2 separate regions of the Mus musculus genome follow, and region 2 is linked to region 1. The links are chromatin contacts, called in public HiChIP or PLAC-seq maps. All regions are on one chromosome and are shown on one strand. The core of a region is the stretch at or near the end of the contact, and the rest is flanking DNA. Distances in the headings are between cores, read along the strand shown. Region 1 has its middle 18 kb from the start of Tfeb. Region 2 holds the start of 1700122O11Rik (RIKEN cDNA 1700122O11 gene).

Region 1 (7,718 bases), core at 3,832-6,331:
CGTGGGGGCACCCAGCCTGCCAGACCCCAAGCCCTGTGTGACCGAGGAAGCAAAGCTTGACCCTCACAGTAGGAGCCAGCTGCACCCTCCAGCGCTCACATCTTGCTGTTTCTCTGTGCACTGGCTGGGTTTGTGTGTCAACTTGACACAGGCTGGAGTTATCACAGAGCCTCCCTTGAGGAAATGCCTCCATGAGATCCAGCTGTAAGGCATTTTCTCAATTAGTGATCAATCAGGAAGGGCCCATTGTGGGTGGTGCCATCTCTGGGCTGGTAGTCTTAGGTTCTATAAGAAAGCAAGCTGAGCAAGCCAGGGGAAGCAAGCCAGTAAGGAACATCCCTCCACGGCCTCTGCATCAGCTTCTGCTTCCTGACCTGCTTGAGTTCCAGTCATGACTTCCTTTGGTGATGAACAGCAACGTGGAAAGTGTAAGCCCAATAAACCCTTTCCTCCCCAACTTACTTCTTGGTCATGATGTTTGTGCAGGAATAGAAACCTTGACTAAGACACTCTGTGATGATGGCGGCTTCCTCTTCAGGCCTCTCAGATGAACATCTCCGCAGTCAGAAAAGCCTCTGGACCCCGCTGGAGAACAGCTCATACTCTTTGTTGTATCTCTAATGGAGCTGGGTTACCACCATGGCCTGTCTCCCACCTGAGATGAAAACTCTGTATTGGGGGGGGGGTGCTTCCTGTTCTGTTCTGAGCTCCTGGCACCTAGGATTTGTTCTGAATCTGTCTATAGAATGAATGGACAGACATGTCCACGGGCATCAAGAGCCCTGGCACAATGCACTCTCGACAGCTGAGCCTGATCTGACTCCTTCACCAGCCATTGTTTCTTCCCCAACCCCTTCTTTTGGTGACAGTCTCACGCAGCCCAGTCTGGCCTTAAGCTTAGTATGTAGCAGAGGATGTCCTTGAACTCCTGATCCTCCTGCTTCTGTGTCCCATGTGCAGATTGCATATATGTGTATGAATATATGTATGCATATATAGGCATATATGCATACACACACACATATATATATATGTATATATATATATATTTTTAAACTGGGCACCTGGAATTCAGTGTGCAAAAATAAAAGATAAAATTCATTTCTGGTTCTGTTTTGAGAGAGGATCTCCTATATTCTAGGCTGACCTCCAAAGTGGCTCGGAAGGCAAAGATGACCTCAAATTTCTCTCTCTCTCTCTCTCTCTCTCTCTCTCCTCTCTCTCGTGGGTGTGGGTGTGGGTGTGTATTTCCATCTGGGGTGTGTGGTCATGTGTGCATGCCAATGTGTGGATTGCCTGTGTGCACGTGTGGAGACCTGAAGCTGATGGCGCGTGTCTTTTTGTGTCTTTTTTTTTTTTTTTATTGTTCTTCACTTTCTTGACATAGTCTCTCAGTGGAAGCCAGAGTCAGACACTTGCTAGACAGACTAGCCGGCTTGACCTGGGCATCCCGCTCCCTGCTGCACCTGCCCAGCTCCTGTGTATACCCATGGGTTCCAAAGCCTGGTCCTGAGGCTTGTTTGACCCAGTGAGTCATTTTGCGCTGGGCAAGCATTTCTCCAACTGTACTGTATCCCCACCCCTCTTCTTGTCTTTTCCCGCTGGCCCCAGATTTAACCATCCTTCTGTTGTGGCTTCTTAACAGCGACCCTCGCCACCCCTTCCCCTGCTACTCAGCCCAGACCTGGTGGTTGGGTACAGAGCAGTCCCGATGGCCATCCTTCTTGGTGTCAGGAGGCAGTAGGCAGGGCAGCCAGAGGCATGCTGGATGGCCAGGCCTCCAGCTTGTTCAAAGACACTTGGAGGCATGTGTCACACACTGTGGCTTTTCCTCTTCTTGCTCAGTCCCCAGACAGGAGTAGAACCTGTCATCACACCAACACAAAACCCTACATCCATTGGCAGTCACTGCCTTCAACTCCCCTCCTATAAACCCTGGGCAGCTTCTGCTTCCAGTGTCTCAGGGGTGACTTGTGTAATGGATAGGACTCTGGTCTTCCCTGCACCCTGAGGTCCTCCCTCCCTTTCCTCAACCTCCCTACTCCGTGGCAGAGTTTGAAGTCCATTGAGGATGGTGTCTGCTGGATGTGACAAAGGCAAATCACGGGCCACTGGGCTTCATCTGCTCACACCCCCCTTGGCCTTCTCTGTCTGCCAGAAGCCATTTGGAGTCATCCAGGCTCCAGCATCCTGGCCTGGCCTGCAGCCCTTCAGTTCTGTGTGGCTGGAGTGACTTTTCTTTGCTAGCTGACTGCCTTGTGCTCACTGGGTGAAGCCCACATACCTCCAGGTCAGAGAGAGGCCTTTTCAGTTCCTCACAACCAGCAGCCTCAGCTTTGACTGCATCCCCATACCCTCCCAATAGCTCAGCCTGACCTGACTCTATCCAGTCATTGTTTCATTTCTGTTTGTTTATTTGTTTGTTTGTTGAGATGATCTCACACAGCCCAGTCTGGCCTTAAACTCAATTATGTAGCAGAGGATGTTTTTGAACTCCTGATCTTCCTGCTTCCATGTCCCATGTGCTCATTGCATATGTGGAGCAAGCTCCCCACCCCCACCCCCTTTCTGAAGTTCTGGGGATTGAACCCACAGCTTCCTGAATACTGGTTGAACACTGAATCAGCAGAGCTGCCCGGCCTGTGGAGTTTCCTCTTAACTCCCAATTTCCTGAGCCAAATGTCAGCTGTCTCAGGTCCAACGGTCTTTGCAGCCCAGAAAAATCACTTTTGAGCACTTTCGGAAGGCAGGCTGGGACCTCCAGCCAGAGCTACAGGAATAATTGACAAGCCACGCCCCCTGCGTTTCCTAAATGGCCCCAGAGTAAACCACTAAGTGCAGGGATCCCTGGGAATAGAAGCCCATCAGAGGCTGGGACTGAGCAGAGGATCGTGATTGTCACGGGCCTCTGGTACCCTCCCTCCCCCACCCACAGGAAGCGGTCCCACTGAGGGAGGAGAAGCAGAGAGATGTGGCTTGAGGGAGAGATGAAATGAAGAATAGATAGAATTGTTCCCATTTGACAACTTTTTCTAATTAGGGAGCAATTATATCTTCGGGTACCTAACTGGGGTCCTGGTAGATTCTCTAGGTTGCTAAGTAATTAGTGACCAGTAGTCCTGGCAGGGGGAAGGCAGGGAAGGGTATATTGTCTCAACGCTTTGGTTTGCTCTGCCTGTGATGTGGGGGTGGGGGTTGTAGCTTTCTCCAGGGAACAGGCAGGTAAACAGGGCTGTTTTGCTTTCTCCCTGTCCCTGAGTTCTGAGCTGGGAGCTCGTTGTTTCTTTGTAGCCAGCAATCAACACTGTGAGGGTGTAGGGACATCTGGGCTAGTGTCTCTTTAGCACCCATGTGTTCACTCAGCTTCCAGGAAGACAGTCACTTTCAGTTTGGAAATTGTTCTAGGAAGTTCATTTGTACATGTATACACACACACACACACACACACACACCGTGGCAGAAAGATTTAATGATATCATTATCCCTACTTTATAAGCAAGAAAAGTGACATACAGAGTAATGTAAATATAAGGATTTGCCCTACAATTATCAAGGTTGTGATTGAAGGTACTGGAGAGATGGCTCTGTGGTTCAGAGTACTTGCTGTAAAAGGACCAGGGTTCACTCCCCAGCACCCACAACCATCTGTAACTCAAGTCACAGGTCTGCTGCCCTCTTCTGACTTCTTTGGGTTCTGCAGCCTGTGATGCACGTATTCCCGCACAGACAAAACACACAGAGAAAAGATTTTCTTAAAATGTGCTCGAAGAGTTTCAAGAAATGATCTATTTATTTTTATTTTGTGTGTGAGCGCTTCCAGTTTCCTGCCCTGTGGAGAGGTGAGCAAGTGGCCAATATAAACTCCCACCCTGAGGAGGCCCCTACTGCCATGCCCTCCTGCTGTGACAGACCCGATCCCTCAGACTGTGCGCCAAAGCAAACCCTCCTCCCTGAAGTTCATCTTGTCAGCTATGTGCTTCCAGCCACAAGAAAAAGTGATTAATACTTTTTATAAAAGTGATTTATATATTTGGTGAACAAATATTTTATTATGCATATGATTTGTAGGTATTTTATCCTAGCTTGTGCCCCCCCCACCCCCCGCCCTCCAGGATTAAAACCCAGGGCCCTATCCCTGGTAGGCAAAGACTCCGCCACCTCAGTCATTGGGATTTTTGGAGAAAGACAAAGCTGGGGGTTGCTAACTAGGTAATATAACCTACTTGGTGAGCTCCAAAGCCAATTAGAAACACTGTCTCAAAAAACTACGGAGGCTGGGGTGGTCCTGTGCCTTTATTACCAGAGGCGGGGACTATGCCTTTTAGGTCATCGGTGGCCCATGCCTTTAGTCCCAGGAGGCAGATGTCTTAGTTTGAGGCCAGGCTGGTCTATTGAGTTTCAGGACAGCCAGAGCTACACAGTGAAACCCTGTCTCGAAAAATCCAAACCAAAGCAAAATAAAAGAAAACAAAAAGACAAGACAAAACAAACCCCCCAAACAACAACAACAAACAATGTGGATAGTGATGCTGGGCATTTGTTTGTTTGTTTGTTTGTTTGTTTGTTTGTTTATTGCATGCATGTGAGTACATACACACATGTATATGTTTTTAAAAAAAGATTATCTATTTAAAGATTTATTATTATAAGTAAGTACACTGTAGCTGTCTTCAGATGCACCAGTAGAGGGTGTCAGATCTCATTACAGGTGGTTGTGAGCCACTCTGTGGTTGCTGGGACTCGAACTCAGGACCTTCGGAAGAGCAGTCAGTGCTCTTACCCGCTGAGGCATCTCACCAGCCCCAGTACTGGGTATTTAACTCAAGAGGAGTGCTTGCACAGCAAGCACAAGGCCCCAGGTTCAATTCTTAGCTGTGAGAAAGAAAAAGCAACATTAACAAGGTGTGTAGTACCGGAGATTTTTTAACCTCCACCTATGCACAGACTCATATGCAAACATGCAGACACACACACACCCCAGAAAGTTTAAAAGTCTTACAACTTCAGGGCAGACATGACATCAGGAGGCTTTCACAGTCTTGGCTCCAAGTCAATGTGTACAACAGGCTGACCTTTAAACTCTCACTGGTCTGCTGCCCCGTCTCGTCTCCCATGAGCTGGGGTTGCAGGCAGGTTCCGCCATATCTGCAGGAGCAGATAGATGTTTCTGGCCTCCTTGGGAGCTGTCTCAGCTTCCCAGACAGGGCTCCTTCATGGCGCAGGAGAGCACTGCGGTGTCAGCAGGCTTGCCTAGCATGTGCAAGGCACTGGGTTTGATAAGCAAAGCAAAGGTTAGTGTTCAGGGTTATATGCAGAGAACGGTACAGAGCACAGAAACAAGAATGTCCCTGCCCGGGTCCTTGGAGCTTCAGCAGATGATCCTCACGCTTCATCGGCCAGATACCCATTTCTAAACCAATCACTGGCAAGGGTCAGGGGAGCACCGTGGCTGGCTTTGATCAGTCATGCTTCCTGCCCTGGAGCAGGGGCCTGCCCGAGACAAATCAGAAGTCTATTCACAAACAAAATAGGTGGAGCTGGAAAAATGGCTTAGCCGTAGGAGAACTTCCTGCTCTCATAGAGAACTTGGGTTCAGTTCCCAGCACCAGTTCCAGGGATATGACACCATCTGAGAGCATTAGGCATGCAGTACACAAACACATTCAGGCACAATACTCTGACAGGTTAAAACACATACGTGCATGCACACACATATGCACATGCATACAGAAAGAATGTACGGGCCTGATACAGTTATTCTACATTTCTTTTTTTTAACTTTCCCCTGCTCCCTCCTCTTCATCCCTTTCTCCTTTTCCTTTTCTCCCTTCACTCTTCCCCATCTCACTCCTCCTCCTCTTCCTCCTCCTCCTCTTTCCCTCTTCCTCCTCCTCCAGGTCCTCCTCCAGGTCCTTCTCCTCCAGGTCCTCTTCCTCCTGGTACTGCTCTCCTCCTTCCTCCTCCTCCTCTTCCTCCTCCTCCAGGTCCTCTTCCTCCTGGTACTGCTCTCCTCCTCCTCTTCCCACTTTCTCTGATCTAGGGATTGAACTTGAGACCTCATGCACACTAAGCAATCACTCTACCACTAAGCCACACTCTCAGCTCAGTTTTTCCATTATTAGACATTTTGGCCAAGCGCATGGCCACCCAGAAGGAAGATTGCACTCCCAGCCTCTTGTGTAGCTAACTGTGACTGGTGGCAGCGTTCCAGCCAATGGGAAGCTGCAGATGTTTCGGTAGCTCTCGGGAATCTTCTTTAAGGGAATCTTGGCATAAGCCTTGGCTCTCATTTCTGTCTTCTCTCCGTTTGCTGCCTGGAATGTGGGTGTCGCTGTCCTGGACCATGAGAATAAGAATCGTGGCAGTTGCGAGGAGCCTGGGGCTGTGAGACGGCAGGAGCAGAGTCCAGTTTCTGCTCTGAATTAACATGAGGAGAAAGAAGCTGGAGCACACACTGTCTCAATGGAGACAGCATCATCAGTTACAGATAGCAAGAGTCCAAGTGAACAGAAAGCCTAAGTCAGCACCCAGGGTTTGGGCTCACTAGGAAATAATGTAACAAAGTAGGATGCGTCCAGGAGAGCTGGAAGCCAGGCTCAGTGGGGTACTCCATTGGAGGTGTTACTTAGAAAAGGTTGCTGGGCCAGGTGGTACAGGTCAGTGATTCCAGCTACTTAGGAGGCTGATACAAGAGATTTGTAACTTCAGGGCCTGCAAAGCAAGTTTAAGGCTAGCCTAGACAATTTAGAGAGCTCTTGCCTCAAAATAAATGGTATAAAAAAGGGCGGGGAGAGAGTGGTAGAGCATTTGCCTACCATGTGCAATGTCTTGGGTTTGATAAAAAGAAAAAAACAAAAGGTTAGCTGGCTCTGCAGGTTGGTTGCCTCATCAGTAAGAAGGGGACAATAATTCCTGTGCTGGAGGACACTGGGAGCACAGCCCAGGAACTCACGAGGCCAGCAAATGTGTGAGATGAAATGGGGGCTGCATAGCCTGATCTCTGGTAAACATGGCAGGCGGCTTCCAAAGTGACTCCCACTGATTCCAGCTTCCCAGGTTCGCTGACTCACACACCCTTTCCGTGTCTGCTGACCTAAGGAGGGCTGTCTCAGGCCATTTAGGGTCCCATTTGGCTGAAATAGTTCATTAGCTCTGAGGAAGCTGGGTCCAGTGAGTGAGTCTACTGAAACATCCCTGCGGCATTCCCCGAGTGGTGGCACACGCCTTTTATCCCAGCACTCGGGGAGGCAGAGGCAGGTGGATTCCTGAGTTGGAGGCCAGTCTGGCTTTAAGTTTTATAAAGGAAAGTTCTAGCACAACTAAGGAAAAAAGAAGAACAAAAGAGCAAACAAAAAAACCCACCACCAACACACACACACACAAATCCCTGTAGCAAGGTAGTATAAGGGACTGAGGTCTCCTGTTATAGTCAGTACCGACTTCTAGCCACAGGAGTGGTCCACTGTCTTAGGGTTTTATTGCTATAGAGAGACATCATGACCACAGCAACTCTTATAAAAGAAAACATTTAATTAGGGCTGACTTTCAGTTTCAGAAGTTTAGTCCATTATTATCATGGAGGGAAACATGGCGGTGTGCAGGCAGACATGGTGCTGGAGGTGCTGAGAGCTCTATATCTTGATCTGAAGGCAGCAGAAGTATATGAGACCTCAAAGCTCACTTCTATAGTGACCTACTTCCTCCAACAAGGCCATACC
Region 2 (4,052 bases), core at 737-3,236, 230 kb after region 1:
CAGTCGTATGCCAAAGGGACACAGGATACAACAGCAGAAGCCCCCTTGACCAGAATAGGAACAACTTGAGCAGCCGAATAAATACACCAGCGTTACATACTCCAAGTGTATTATAAATATCCCCGAGTCCATAATGACTTAAATAATAAAGTAAATGAGAGTGAAATCTCTGTGCTAAGCGATGTGAACAAAAAGCTAAGACTGTAGCTCAGACTGTACACTGGGCATTGCCTGTAGCCCAAGTACTCCAGAGAGAGGCAGGAGGATTAGAGGTTCCAGGTCTTTCTTGGCTACATAGCGAGTTTGACATCAGTCTGGGCAACAAGAGACCCGGGAGGGAGGGAGGGAGGAACCTGACCTATGTTTCAATCTTTTAGAAATATCGTGAAGATTTCATGAGCTAATACATCTCAAAGTGCCTAGAACTGTGTTAGACTGTTGCTGGTGTAACAAAAAAATATTTATTTTGAAGGAAGATGAGGCAAAGGGTTGCCCCAGGCACCTGGGGTGTGGGTGACCTCTTTGGCAGAGGGTGTGTGTTGTCCCTTAAGAGCAGAGCTCTTGGAGGGAGGGTTGATAATAACCGGAGGCCACATTGACATTGCGGTCTGCTGTTGCCCTGTCTTGGGCATAGTAGATCTCTTAGGGGAGACCTTGGGTGGAAGTCTGGGAACTGCTTTGGGCATCTTCAATCTGGACGCTGATAGAGGCTCCATCAGAGGCTGGTTTCTTAGCCAGCTAGACTCTTCTCTAGATCCCAATGAGGGCAAGGTTTTAGGGGTGGGGCAGGAAGTCATGGAGGGTAGGGGGTGGAGCCTCATCTTTGAGCTCAATCTGCAGCCGCAGAGGCAGGTTCCACGGAGTGAGGGCAGGGAGAAATCTTCCCACCACTGGGCTTGCTCTGGGGAGGGCCTGGGCCAAGCCATCAGGCCCCACACTGAGTTCTGCTTGGGTACTCCAAGAAGGGCCTTGATCCTGAGCAAAAGGAAGGAAGAGTGGAGTCAGGGAGTGGAGATAGAGGGGCAGCGGACCGATATGGTCATAGAGTGAGGCTCTCCAGAGCCGGGAGGGACAGGAGGAAGAAGGAAGGCGCTGTGTCTCAACACACCTGTTTTGTTCTTCTTTCTCTTGCTCTTGGTCTACATTCTCCTTCCCTGTTTCTTCTTCTTCCTCCTCTTCCTCAAGTTTTATTTTGTTCCAAATATCTTCCAATGATGAGATCTTGGACATAGGACTGAAGATAGAATTCACCCATCTTTCCTCTTAAAAAAAGGGGGGGGGATGGTAGGAACCTCATATCAAGAGAATCCAGGATTGACAGATTCAGGGTTGGGGAAGAACCAAATTCCTTCCCTAGCTCACACTCTCACCCCAGATTTAGGCCTTAGGCCTACCAACGCTGGACTATTTGGATGGCAATCTTGCCACTTAGAATATAGTGACAAACCCCCCTAGCTTTTTTTTTTTTTCTGAGGCAGTGTCTCACTATGTAGTCCAAGCTGGCTTCAAACTCTCAATTCCCCTGACTGATGCAGTCTTCCAAGTGCTGGATCACAGATTTGTGAGGCTACACCTGGCTCTCAGTCCCCTCTGCCTGACAAAAACTCTACCAGTTAGGTGACTCAAGGCCCAAGCCTGGACCATTCATCACTTTGACAGATGCTTTGAATCAGTCCCCTCAGTCCCTCTCTCCTCCGATGGCTACCATTACCTTTGTTTGTACCTGGCACGTCAGGGACGCTTACAGAGAGCCTTACTAAGCCATAGTGGGGCTTTCTTCCTTGAACACACACACACACACATGCACAGGAACACGCACACACGCACGCACACACACTTCTAACCAGTACTTCTGTATAGATTTGGGGTTGAGATTATTTCTGCTCATGTCTGTCCATGAGACAGACCTCCAAAGTCACTTGGCCAGTGGCTGACAGGCCACGGGACATGCCCATGCCACTCCATCCTATCCACTCGGAGTAGAAGGGAAGGGAATGTGAGCAAGAACTTCTTTATCTTAGCTTAAAGGGAGGAGCCACACCTCCAAACCTATTGTGACATCATCCTTGTGAGCCATAAGTCCAAAGGAGCCATCATGTCTTTACCAAATCTAGCTCCTTAGGGTCTCTGGGATGTTAACTCTCCTTCCATTTCCCCAGCTCCTCTGTGGAATGGATGAGATACCACAGAGCCCACAGTTCAGCTGGGGACCCCTCTCCTCTGAAGAGTCAGGTGCTGCTGGGATTAAAGGTAGCACCAGCAATGCCTGACTGGTTTTGAGACAAGATCTCATGATGTAGTCCAAGTTAGTCTGCTACTTCCGACCTGTTTGTCTCCACCTTCAAAGATTAGTATGTGGGCAGATACCCTTGTGCCTGACCTTGAGAGTGTTTCTAGACATTGATGATAAACTTCGATGCTCACTACATTTGACTGGAGAAGGAGAATCTGATGTGGGTATTTTGTTCTTGCTTTTGACAAGTCTCTTGGTTAGCCCAGGCTGGTTTCAAACTCATTATCCTCCAGTCTCAGCCCCCTGAATACTGGAATAGCGGGCATGGAGAGCCTAAATTTCTACAGTAGTATAGCTGGAGTCCTAAGCTTAGGCTAATTTCTGAGCAGGAACGTGAAGAACTGGCAAGATCTCTCTGCCCTCCAGTTGGTGCTGAAATGCCCCTGACCTGGAACCTCACAGTCTTCTTTCTGTTCCTGCTGTGGAACTTTAAGGTGTGTGGTTGTCTTGGGAGTATGCAAGGGGATGGGTATACCAAGTGTCCCTTCGTGGCTCTTGTCTCTCTTCCTTGTTTTTATTGGCTAGAGTAAAGAGATCAAGTCCAGCACAACAGCTGGCCTGCCTGTCTAGGGAATCTTAGAGAAGAAAGGGCTAGGGTTTGATGACCTAGAAGGCCGAGGAACACAATCCAGGCTGAAGAAGGAAGCCTGCAGGTAAGTGTGAAGTGAACGCTTGGGATTTCCTTACTGGCTACCCTGGGCAAGCATCTCCATCTCCTAGAGCCCCATTATCTTCATCTGCAAAGTGGAACGCAAGTTGGTTCCCATCTCTCCAGCTCATGCAGAGAGAGTAGATGGTGCAAGAGAAAAGGAGTGGCTGGCACACAGTAGGACCCCAGATATTGCAAATAATACATATTGCCGGCCACAAAGTGTTGTGCACTTTCCTTCGAGTCCCACCTCTCTACCATCTGCCTCTACTTAAAAACAATCCCTCCCTCCCACGTGAGTAATTTTCCCTCTCAGTAGCTCCCTGAAGCTGACAGCAACCAACTCTGGGCGGAGTCCCGCAGAGGCTCCTGCCCATTAGTCAGGGTTTCCAAGGCCCTGCCTGGGACTCCCCCCTCCTCCCTCTAGGCAAGGACAGGAAGTGGGGACTTTGAGAGTTGCAGTCTTCCCCCGCAGTCACTATGCCTGCAGTCAGTCAGTGTCTCCCACGGAGGGCGAAACACGGGCCACCTGCTTCTGCCTTCTACTGTTCAGTCCCTGCAGTGGTCCTGACGGCCGGGCAACTGGGCAACCCGTGTGGGCTTGAGCTCTAGGATAAATTTACTACGCGACGTTGAAGAAGCTGTCCTCTGGGTCTCAGTGTAAAAGATAAAAGATAAAAAGCGGCTGCCCCTTGCTGCCTAGTGTATTGACATAAGTTCCATTCCAGGGACCCCTAAGTGTGGAAGGCAAAACCTGGTTCTCACAAGTTGTCCTCGGGCAACTGCCCCTCCCCCAATAAAGTTAATTTTTGAAACAACAACAACAACAACAACAATTTTATAATTTAATGATACACGTTGTTCAAATAGAGGAAGAGGAGGAAGTTGAAATGGGAGTTTACTCAGTAGAGTCCAGGCGCTGGTCTTTAAGGGACATCGATTCCGGAAACTATCTAAATTGTGGCCTCCAATTGCCCAGAAAATCCCAGGATCGAGACCAGTTTGACCAAGGTCCTTCTAACTTTGCTTCTCTAGTTGCAGCCTCCGCGGAGGATGGTGGCGGTGGTGTGTGTGTGTGTGTGTGTGTGTGTGTGTGTGTGTGTGTTGGTG

The links. HiChIP or PLAC-seq counts read pairs in DNA pulled down with a chosen protein or histone mark.
Region 2: a contact with region 1 is called in an H3K4me3 HiChIP or PLAC-seq map of embryonic stem cells, with 29 read pairs. The contact joins the promoter of 1700122O11Rik here to the enhancer-like site in region 1. A contact is called at or near these places in 1 of 39 promoter capture datasets (embryonic stem cells), 6 of 15 datasets of contacts at CTCF or cohesin (the NIH/3T3 cell line, embryonic stem cells, large pre-B cells and 1 more), 99 of 484 Hi-C or Micro-C datasets (the AML12 cell line, B cells, the C2C12 cell line and 53 more), 19 of 115 datasets of contacts at active chromatin or transcription factors (T-cell acute lymphoblastic leukemia, astrocytes, craniofacial prominence and 12 more) and 3 of 9 other capture datasets (adipose tissue, embryonic stem cells and embryonic tail).

The regions. Positions count from the first base shown.
Region 1 is chr17:47,800,185-47,807,902 of GRCm38.p6, forward strand. No RefSeq gene overlaps it. Among named protein-coding and RNA genes, the nearest start is that of Tfeb, 18 kb to the left of the region's middle. Within about 2 kb of position 5,082, at least 12 of the 459 cell types and tissues checked have an H3K27ac peak or open chromatin away from gene starts, as enhancers often do. A contact at or near this core is called in trophoblast stem cells, where this site is marked.
Region 2 is chr17:48,036,307-48,040,358 of GRCm38.p6, forward strand. 1700122O11Rik (RIKEN cDNA 1700122O11 gene) reads right to left here and starts at 1,987. Exons shown (of 3, transcript NM_029689.1): 1 at 1,908-1,987; 2 at 1,109-1,262; 3 at 439-975. The coding sequence starts at 1,965. The coding sequence ends at 462.